Linked DNA regions of Zea mays: region 2 is linked to region 1. The links are chromatin contacts, called in public Hi-C maps. All regions are on one chromosome and are shown on one strand. The core of a region is the stretch at or near the end of the contact, and the rest is flanking DNA. Distances in the headings are between cores, read along the strand shown.

Region 1 (5,198 bases), core at 1,881-4,380:
AGGAAACCCTTGCTCATAGCTGATCCTAGCACTCAAGAATCTGTAGTCGATCCCTCCCATCCACTAGAAACAAAAGTGATGTTGAGATCAAAGTCACATACCACCATCACATTTATGCTGAGTGTTCCCTTCCGATTTCAAAAAGGAGAATGTTTCTCAGGAGATATGGAAATAGGAATGAGTTCCATCAATAGCACCGAGACAATTCTTGAAGAATGGATAGAATCTAGGATTATCTTGAATTTTTTGATGCACTTGATTAGGATCAGGAGGCTGTATGAAACGACGAGAGAGGATAGGAATGACCTTCGTAAAGAAGTGGCTGATGTGATGATGGAAGGTGTCATTACTATACCCAAAGTACACTTGAAGATCTTGATATGAGGCATTGTGACTTAACATGTATAAGAAGAACCCCAACTTCTCTCCTCGACCGTGATCCTTGTATCAACGACGATTCTTCTCGTTCTAAGATAAGTTGCCAGCTCTCTAAAGATGTGTGGTTCCATCCTGAATGTAACTTGACAGTTCTTGACATGTCCCTCAAGGAGTCATCAAACCTCGCCTGTCTCATATGATGTATGGCGTTTCTTCTTTTGTCCCCCACCTCTAGTTGAACCCATCAGATATAAGGCAGGAAAAATAAACAACATCATATCATCATCTTCTTCTTCCCTCCTCTTTCTAATATGATCTCGCAATGACATACTCATTGTAGAAGTAAAGAATATACATTTATTGTCAGGTAGAAGTTAAATAATAAAATAGAATTAAAGCAAATCATGTATCATTTCAAAAGTACAAGTAACAAGGACTAAAGAAAACCATATATACGTACAAAGAATTTAATATCTTTTGGAGTTGGTACCGGATCCCAAGAGGGAGGAGGTTCACCTTCCGCAACTATAATTGGTGTTGTAGGGATCTACATGTAACAACTCAAATAAGGAGCTGGCATACATGATCATAAAGTATACACTTAATTCTTCATGATGATGCGCTAAGATCACTAGCTAATGATGCTGTATGAGTGTTCTCCATTCCATGAAAACATCAGTTGTTTGCAACATTTTAGCCATCGTAAGTACTAGTATTCAATTAGGAGAGAAACTAGGGGGAAAATCAGTTGCACTTGAATTGTGGTAATTTGTTTGTCCTCGCTCTTTTTCTCGAACAAAGTTTGGCTTCTCTCAGATATTGTAAATTGACATGGCTCTGTTCGCAGGAAGAAATCTATGATGAAACAGATGAGTATGTTAATGTACATAACAAGTAAGTATTTCACTAATTTCTGCTTATTCTGAATAGCTAATCTAAATCTATGTTGCGCTAAGAATTTAGGCTCCTTCCACTGCATAGCTGTGCTATCAGGTACTACGAGCCCTGCTGGCAAGGTGGAACTGCGCTGTGCGGCATTCAACTTCTCCTCTGCTAACCACCGCTGATCCAGCTCTCCTCTCCAGCTTCTGCGTTGTGCGGCGTTCAGCAACTGTGCTGTGTGGCTGCCGGTCTCACAGACTGCATCCCTCATCGGCGTCCTCGCGCTCGCACGCCGGCCCTCCTCAGCGTACACGCTCTTCTCTGTTGTGCTGTGCCGCCACGCTATCACGATGAGGAAACCATACATAGGGAAGAGAGGGCGGTGGTTACCGGTGAGAAGACAGCGGGGAGAGTGGCCGTCGTCGCTGCGCTGTGCCACCACGCTATCACTTCGCGCCGCCACGCCGTCACTTGGCGGCGGCGTCTCCTCGCCTCGTTTGTCGCCAGCGTTGCCCCCGTTTCACCCAGATTGGATCCCTTGGTAGCACACCTAGATTCGTACCGGGCCATGGTGTTCAGAAAAACTCCAAACGGAGTCCTTCTCATTTTTTGATTTAGGTCCAAACGAGCAGGATTTAGAGAAGTGGCCAAATTTCAATCCGGGTCATTTTTTCCACCTGGAACCAGATCTAGAATGGACCAAACCAAAACTCCCAAAACCCGACCCGACACGTCAAACGGGGAGACAGGACCAACCCGACCCGAACTATGCACTGGTTGGGTACGGGCCATGCTAAATGCCCCACGACCCAACCTTGACTCGACCCGATGTTTGAACAGGTCTAGCCCGTGCCTTCCTGTTTGACATGCCGGGTCGGGTTTTTGGTCGAAAATCACGGCCCGTACCTGAATCGATAATTATTGCGGGTAAAAAATTATGGTCTGTATCTGCCCGTTGTATTGGTCGGGTCTGGTTGGGCCGAGTTTTTTTGGGCGGGTCGTGTTAGGTGGCCCAAGATCAAGTCTAGAAGACAAAGAGCCAAATAGGCTGGATTCAAGTGGTTCACTAAAAATTGGTCACGGATGGATCTGAATCTGAAATAAAAACTAGTGGTCCATTGAAGGTTGTTCGCTTTGGCCAGGATTGTTGTTGCTCGAGTTTCGGTCACGATAGCTGTTGCCCAATTTCGTCCTCTGCCAACGCTCGTCAAGTTGGATCGAGAGGTCAGCATACTTGGATTCGTACCAGACTGTGGTAGAAGGAAAAACTCCAAACCGTATCACTCTTGTTTTTTGATTCAGGTTCAAACAAACATCTTTTGGACAAACGACGTAATTCCTAACCAGATCATTTTATTCTATCCGGAACAAAGGCTGGAATGGACCAAACCGACCGAACCGAACGAGGCCTTAAAAGAGTTCCATGTTAGCAAGAGAGGCATCAACAATTCAACACAAAATTCAAGGTCTAAAAATAAGCACCATATTTTAAGATAATCAAAACACCTTATAAAGGGAAATTTGGATCCATACCGTTAAAAGATCACCACTTTGGATCCATACCATTACTATCTCACTTACATGTGGGTCCACATGAGTCAATGATATGTGGGGTCTATGGTATATATCTAAAGTTTGGATCTTTTAATGGTATAGATCCAATTGTTCCCCTTATAAAATACTACCAAAATAACCATGACCGGTCGGATATAACAAGACAGGATTAAACCTATATATTTTTCACGACTAACAAAAAGATAACAATTCGCGATAATTAAAACATTATCTACGCGGTGATATAGTAAAACTAGGTAACTGGCAGGCCAGCAAGGCAGCAACACTAAACAGAGCTAGGGCCAGCCGTTGGCGTTTGAAAAGCCCCGAAGCGGCAGTCGCACTGGCCGCCCGTATGGCTCAGATTCACATCGATTCCGACATCCCAACCGTCCTTGCCCCTCCGCTCCGTGCTTCTTCAGTTCTTCCTCTCTGTCACCCAGTCACCCTACCCCGTTCGTTGGCCTCCGCTGCGAAATTTAAAACCTCCCAAGCAGAGCGACGCCCAGAGAAGCCAAGACCCTATTTCCCCATATTATTAATAAAATTGGCTTTGGTGGAAAAAAGCCTTCCCTTTTGGCCTGCGCAATTCGAGATTCCGGAGGACCACGGCGGCGGCCGGATCGGGGTGGCGGCGCGGTTCGGTCGCCGCTGAGCGGAGCTGATGCGCCGCGCCTCCTGTGAGGTGAGACTTCTTTTATGCGCTCCCCTTCTCGCCTGCTCTGCTGCCTCGATCTGGTTGCGCCCAAAGCCCACCGGCGGCGCAGCGCTGTACCTGGCTTCCCGTTCGGCGCGGCAGCGGAAGAGGTGGCGTGGTTGGGGGTGACCGCTGCGTTCATTCTGCAGCCGCTCGAGAGGAAGCAGCCGTGGTCCGTGGAGATGGGTTTGTCGTGGCGGGTTTGTGGGTGAGTGTGGCCTGTGGGGTTGCGCAATGGCGGTAGCGCCGGTGGTGCGCCAGCAGAGCCTTACAGAGGGATTGATTTCCTGTGAGGACTGGGACTGAGAGGATGTGGGGGTATTTTGAAAGACTATATATTTGTTCTTCCTTTGTAGATGTTTATCTTTTTATAGTCTGCGTTCTAGAATTCTCAAATCTAGCCAAATTTTACTCGGATTTGTTAATTTCTCACTGTAAAAAATTGATATCTTGTGGTTAAATTTGAGGGCATGTCTATCATGGCAAAATCACGATGCATCACTGTATCTTCATAGTTGTGTATTTCTGTATTATAATTTCGACTATTTGTTATTTTGTTTACATGATTCAATTTTGTTCCCTTCCCCCCTCTTGGCAGACAATGGCCACTTCTCCCCAAGCGAAAAAAATCTGCTAGAAGACCTTAGAGGGTTTTAACATTGGGATGGATATTTGGGCCCTTACCTTGCTTTAAGTGGAGATTCAGTTTTCTGTTTTCACTTAATATGACAACTGAAGAGCGAAAGACTTTGAAGGGCACAGAGTCTTCAGCTCCTTCTGTTCCTCCTGATGGAGGAGTCAGCAAGGAACCTCAAAAAGGGGGGAGATTATCCAATGGGTGAATTTCTATCCGCTTAATGGAACCACTCATCAGGTTTTACGTTATGCATATTCCTTCTTAATTCTTATACATGTTTGTTTATCTCTGGCTTCAGGAGGACAACTGGTCCAGCACGCCGCTCATCCAAGGGCAACTGGACTCTAGAAGAGGTAAAGTTGGCACTCTGGTTTCCTAAATTCGTTAATAGCATGCATTTTCAGTACAACATTTGAATAATGAAGTAAATAATCTATCTTAGGTAGCTTTGTTGAATGCTATGCTAAACATCCATTCTCAATAAGATAGTCTTTTTTCTCTACATAGCAAAAGATAAATATCATACAGATATATAACTTTTCAGTTTTCACCATACTCTCTTCTACTGTAGTTGATACTATAGTTAATAGTAGGCAGGGATTGATTCTCTTGCTGCATTTATTTTCATTTGCATCAAACATTACATACAGTAACACTGTTCAGTGACATGCCTACATCAGCACCAAAGATTTATTTGATGGCAATGTTCTTTTTATATGCTAAGCATTGCATGATGAAACCGTGTCAAAGATGGCCTTATCTGTGATTAGATCATATTTTGCCTATCTACTGGTGTGGTTTGATGGGCACAACTACTCAATTGTAGGATGACATACTTCGCAAAGCTGTTGAAACCTACAAGGGAAAAAATTGGAAAAAGATAGGTACATTCTTTAGCTAATACAAAGTTCATATGTTCTCTGTTCTCAATTTATGTAGCACAGGCTGTTGATTTCTTTTTGAAGCATCATATATCCAGATATAAACTGACCATATACAATGATACTTACTTATTTTGCTTGCTAACATGCATCTTGTTTTCTTGCGATT
Region 2 (5,198 bases), core at 1,379-3,878, 330 kb after region 1:
CGGGCTAAGACCCGGAAGACGACGAAACTCCGCCTCGCCCGACCCCAGGGCTCGGACTCCGCCCTGGCCTCGGCCGAACGACTTCCGCCTCGCCCGACCCCATGGCTCGGGCTCGGCCACGGCAACGGAAGGCAGACTCAACCTCGGCTTCGGAGGAACCCCCACGTCGCCCTGCCTAGGGCACAGACCGCCACGTCAACAGGAAGCGCCATCATCATCCTACCCCGAATCGACTCGGGTCACGGAGAACAAGACCGGCGTCCCATCCGGCCAGCTCCGCCGGAGGGGCAATGATGGCGCTCCACAAGCTCTATGACGACGGCGGCCCCCAGCTCTCTTACGGAAGCAGGGCGACGTCAGCAGGGACTCGACCGCTCCAACAGCTGTCCCTCCGCCAGGCTCCGCCGCACCTCCGACAGCCACGACATCACGCCAGCAGGGTGCCCAGATCTCTCCGGCTGCCACATTGGCATGTACCTAGGGCGCTAGCTCTCCCTCCGCTAGACACGTAGCACTCTGCTACACCCCCCATTGTACACCTGGATCCTCTCCTTACGACTATAAAAGGGAGGACCAGGGCCTTCTTAGAGAAGGTTGGCCGCGCGGGACCGAGGACGGGACAGGCGCTCTCTTGGGGCCGCTCGCTTCCCTCACTCGCGTGGACGCTTGTAACCCCCCTACTGCAAGCGCACCCGACCTGGGCGCGGGACGAACACGAAGGCCGCGGGACTTCCACCTCTCTCACACTCGACTCCGGCCACCTCGCCTCTCCCCCCTTCGCGCTCGCCCACGCGCTCGACCCATCTGGGCTGGGGCACGCAGCACACTCACTCGTCGGCTTAGGGACCCCCCTGTCTCGAAACGCCGACAGTTGTACTGTGCACTGTCCGGTGCACCACTGGATAGTCCGATGCACACGCAGACAGGGAAGGCTGGGAGCTTCCAAATGAAGCTCCAACGGCTCCGAGGCCCCTTGGGGCTATAAAAGGAACCCCTAAGCGCATGCAGCAGGATACCAAGCATTCTAAGAGCACACTACAACTCCGAAACTCCGCGGACACGCCTTTGAAGTGTTTGAAAGATATTTGAGCGCTTTTTCTGGGTCGTTACTCTGTCGTTTTGTTGTTGCACTCTCTTCTTTGCATTTGTGCGTGTTGTTGCTGCGTTGTGCTCGTGTCTGTGTACCCGACTCCCTCCCTTACTTTGATTTGGATTGTGATCATCTTGTGTAAGGTGTGAGAGACTCCAATTTATGGAGATTCCTCACAAACGAGTTTGATATACGAAGAAAACTGTGACACTCAAGTTTGATCTTTGGATCACTTGAGAGGGGTTGAGTCCAACCCTTGACTAAAGGAGGTCACCACAACGTAGAGTAGGCTTTGGTCGAACCACAGAAAAAAATCGATGTCGCTCTTGTCCATTTACTTTTCTACGATTTCTATCTTCCTTTGAGTATAAACTTTCATTTATTTATTGCTCCTAGTTTAATACACATCTCAAGTGAGCAATCAAGTGAAGAGTCTTCCTTCCTCTCATCTTCTCATCCAAACTTGGTTTTGATTTACTCTAACTCATATTTTAGACCAAGTTTGTGTTGTTTTGAGCAATATTTGCATGATCATCTATTCACCCCCTCTAGGTGCTCTCACCCATTCCTTGAGAATCTGAAATGTATGTATACTAACAATTAATTGTTTTGTAAACGCCATTTCAGAAACTGAAGAAATGGATAGAATACAGAAACCTAGTATGAGTGTTTTCAGAAACTGAAGCAGATATGGACAAAACCCTATTCCAGAAGCTGAAGAAATGGACAACACTAAGGGCACGTACATAAGAACACAAGAACGGGGCGATGGGGACTAGGAGCTCTAGGGACGCACCTGCATCCCCGTCATCCATGAATCCCCATCGACGCCATTGTCGTGGTGCTCAACAACATCAAGAACACGCGAGGATGAGAGAGGGGAAGAGAGAGCATCACCTTACCTGTGGGAAGGCAGCGGGGAGCGTCGTCGTCGGGGCTGCGCGCCGCTGCCGCTTCACGCGACCACTTCTTCACCTGCGCAACGCCTTGCCCTGCTTAGCCCGTCTCGCGTCGGGTGTCATGTCGGGGATGCAATCCGGAGGGGATGAGACAGGGATTGGTACCGGATCATGGAGTGAGCGAAAAATCTAAACAGAGTCAGTTTTGATTTTAGTTTGGGCCAAAATGAACAACTTCAATGGGTCACATAAACACCAAACTCTAAACCGGCCTAATTTATTCTGCAGTGAATGAGCTGATCCAGGTGAAACGAACAGGGCCTTAAGAAAGTCGACTCAGCCCTATCATAGGCTTTTCATGTCTAGCTTGATGGCTGCAAACCCCTGTTTCCCTGTTAGAAGAAGACTATTGTTGGAGATTGAGAAAGAGAATTTTCCTTTCGTTGAGTGTGTCTATCTAGGTGGAGATGATTTTCTCTAATTTAAAAACTCCAGATGAACCTGCGTGGAATATTACTCGTGCGGATGAACCCAACCAACTTGGCCGGAGGGTGAATGGTGATACGGTGAAGGCAGACGCCGAACCAAACCAAAAGGCGAAGGCGAAGAAGACCAACCAAAGCAAAGCCAACGGGATCTCCCTCTCATTCCAGAGGACTCCGCGTCGTCAGGCCCGCTTCGCGTGCGACGCCGGCATATAGGGTTTCGCCGGCGCCGGCGATGGACCCACCCCCCGTGAGCCCCGATCGCTGGGGGCCCAGTCAGGGCGCTGGCGTCGGGCCCTCCGGCCTCCGCCGATATGGCCTCAATTTCTCCGCCTCCAGCCTCCTCCAGGCCCCCATCGCGGCCCTCCTTGAGTACTCCGGCGTAGTCCAGTCCGGCCCTGCCCTGGCGGCGCACCACCCGTCCGCGGGGCCCTCGTCGCCGTTGTCGGCGTCGGAGGTCGATGGTCTTCTCTCCGCTGCCGCCGCTGGGGACGGGGAGGTTTCGATCCGGATTCAGGGCGGCCCAGGCGACACGGAGGCCACGGGCGGGCCGGATGCGGGGACCTCGTCCGAGGATTTGATCGAGGCGACCGCCGGCTCTGAGGTTGACCAGGCCTCCGCTGCGGGCAGGGGTGCAGGCGCTACGGATGCGGAGGCAAACGGTGGCGGGGCCGGCACGTCGGGGAACGGGGGCGGGGACCGCGCGTACCAGCGCTACGACGTGCACCACGTTGCGCGGTGGTTCGAACAGATATTGCCGTTCTCGCTGCTTCTACTCGTCGTCTTCATACGGCAGCATCTTCAAGGTTTGCTTCATATCTCTCTTTCTAAATGCGCGTTCAGATATTGCCGTTCTTGCTGCTTCTACTCGTTGCCTTCATACGGCAGCATTCCAAGGTTTGCTTCATATCTCTCGTTCTAAATGTGCGTATGCTACTACTGGAACGTTGTGCACTTGTGCGGACCTAACTGTGGCAACTCAAGTTGTCAACAAGTGGTAAGGCTGTTGTTAAACAAACGGGGAATTTGGTCTTGAATCCACAAGAACTTCATTTGCCATTTGCTTATGTTTAAGTTTTTCATTAGGCTATACTACCTTTCGCTATGGACTCTAAAGCTGTAGTTGATGAAATTTAACTGATTAGTCCACTTCTATTAATGTTTGAAATTAGCCTGTTCTATCCTGTTGCCCTACTATGGTAGGGTGTATACTTTATTTTGTATGTTGTGGTTGAATAATCCATGGCTGTGAGTTTTACTTATGTTATTTTCAGCTGCATTGGTTGGGCACCTAATGCTGTTATACTTTATGTTTGTTGTGCTGATCTTTGACCTTATTCGGTTAATGAATCCACTGCAGAAAAGCATTGTAGTTTGATTTGGAATATTAGCTATGCTAGTGTAGCAATTGGACTTACTGAAATCAAGCTCTTGTATAGTTAGGAGTTGTTGATTCTCCTTATCTGACCGAGCTTCTCTACATCTATGAAGTGATGGCTTGAAGGAGCACATCTACATTTAGCATAATAGGCATTCCTTGTATGTGCACATTGTTAGATGCCTATGCAAATGTCCTTGTTGTATTTGCTATTTTGCTCTCATATATAGAGTTCTTGTTGTAGACGGTCTGTGTATATATTCGGTCCTAGTGTCCTCATATTGAATATGAGTGCTATTCATAACATGGTATGGAGAGCCAAAACTTAGGGTTAGAGTTATTTCTATCTTTACCTAATTGTTCCTCTCTCACGCCGTTTGTTGGCTCTGTCCCGTTGCCTTGCGGCTCTGCACATCTTCACATTTGGCCCTTTTGACTTGGCGGCACTCATCTTCGCGACCGCTCGTTGGAGTTCGCCCATCGGCTTCGATGACCTGTCTGTCGGTGCTTGCTCTTGCTTTCCTGCCCTCCTCTTGCTCGTGTCCCTTCCCGTCGGAGGCTCGGAGCACGTTGCAATCTCTCGCTCCTGTCGGCTGGCTCATCTGCCCGCCTTCATGCCTCACGACCACCTTTGTCGACTGCAATGGAGTGCCAGGGCGACGCCATTGAACAAGGTCTTGTTCATGGCCTGAACTGGGTGCTAGTTTCATGCGATGAATCTGACGATTCTTCCATGAGCGAGGTGCTTTGTGTTATGGATTCTTTGGCTGAAGTGCCTGACTTTTAAGAAACCTTTGTCGATGTTGATCAAAGTGATGCTATCGATGCCCTGCTATGTATGGCTTCTACTGATGCTAGCATATTTAAATCGGACAAGGAGCTTCAGGCAGCCAGTACTTTGCTGCTGCCTGTTTTTCTTCCTTGCATGTATGGTTCCTAAGATGAGGTCGTGAACGATGTCGTGATAACTATTTTTTGGATCGGCTGTGGGATGGTTCATGGCTGTTGATCGGCAAGGGAACCAGATGAAGCACCTAATATGAGAATATTGAAGAAGTGAAAAGGTATTTGTAAAGGATATATACCAGAGGCACCCAAGGAGTGTCAACAATGAAGATGTTGGCTAGTGGGACCAAGCAATTCAGGCCGAGTCGGAGAACTTAGACTCGGACTGGATAACTTGGATCTGGCTGCGGGACTCGGACTAGGATTCTGGGGACTTGGCCGACATGTCAGAACCAAACCAGCCTACGTGGACAGAGAAGGGAAGAGTGGAAGACAACATTTTCTGGCCTGTTTATGGTACCTGTACATCCTGATCTATAAGGGAACCCATATATAAAGAT

Evidence for each region. A called contact is a pair of places that touch in the nucleus more often than the background predicts.
Region 2: a contact with region 1 is called in a Hi-C map of tassel, with 2.3 times the contacts expected there. The contact joins the promoter of LOC100283780 here to the promoter of LOC103630174 in region 1. A contact is called at or near these places in 2 of 25 Hi-C or Micro-C datasets (endosperm and tassel).

Annotation. Positions count from the first base shown.
Region 1 is chr6:146,088,601-146,093,798 of Zm-B73-REFERENCE-NAM-5.0, forward strand. It overlaps LOC103630174 (Putative MYB DNA-binding domain superfamily protein), which reads left to right and starts at 3,131. Exons shown (of 12, transcript XM_008651258.4): 1 at 3,131-3,499; 2 at 4,110-4,349; 3 at 4,447-4,501; 4 at 4,975-5,032. The coding sequence starts at 4,237.
Region 2 is chr6:146,420,198-146,425,395 of Zm-B73-REFERENCE-NAM-5.0, forward strand. It overlaps LOC100283780, which reads left to right and starts at 2,629. Exons shown (of 8, transcript NM_001156679.1): 1 at 2,629-3,280. The coding sequence starts at 2,710.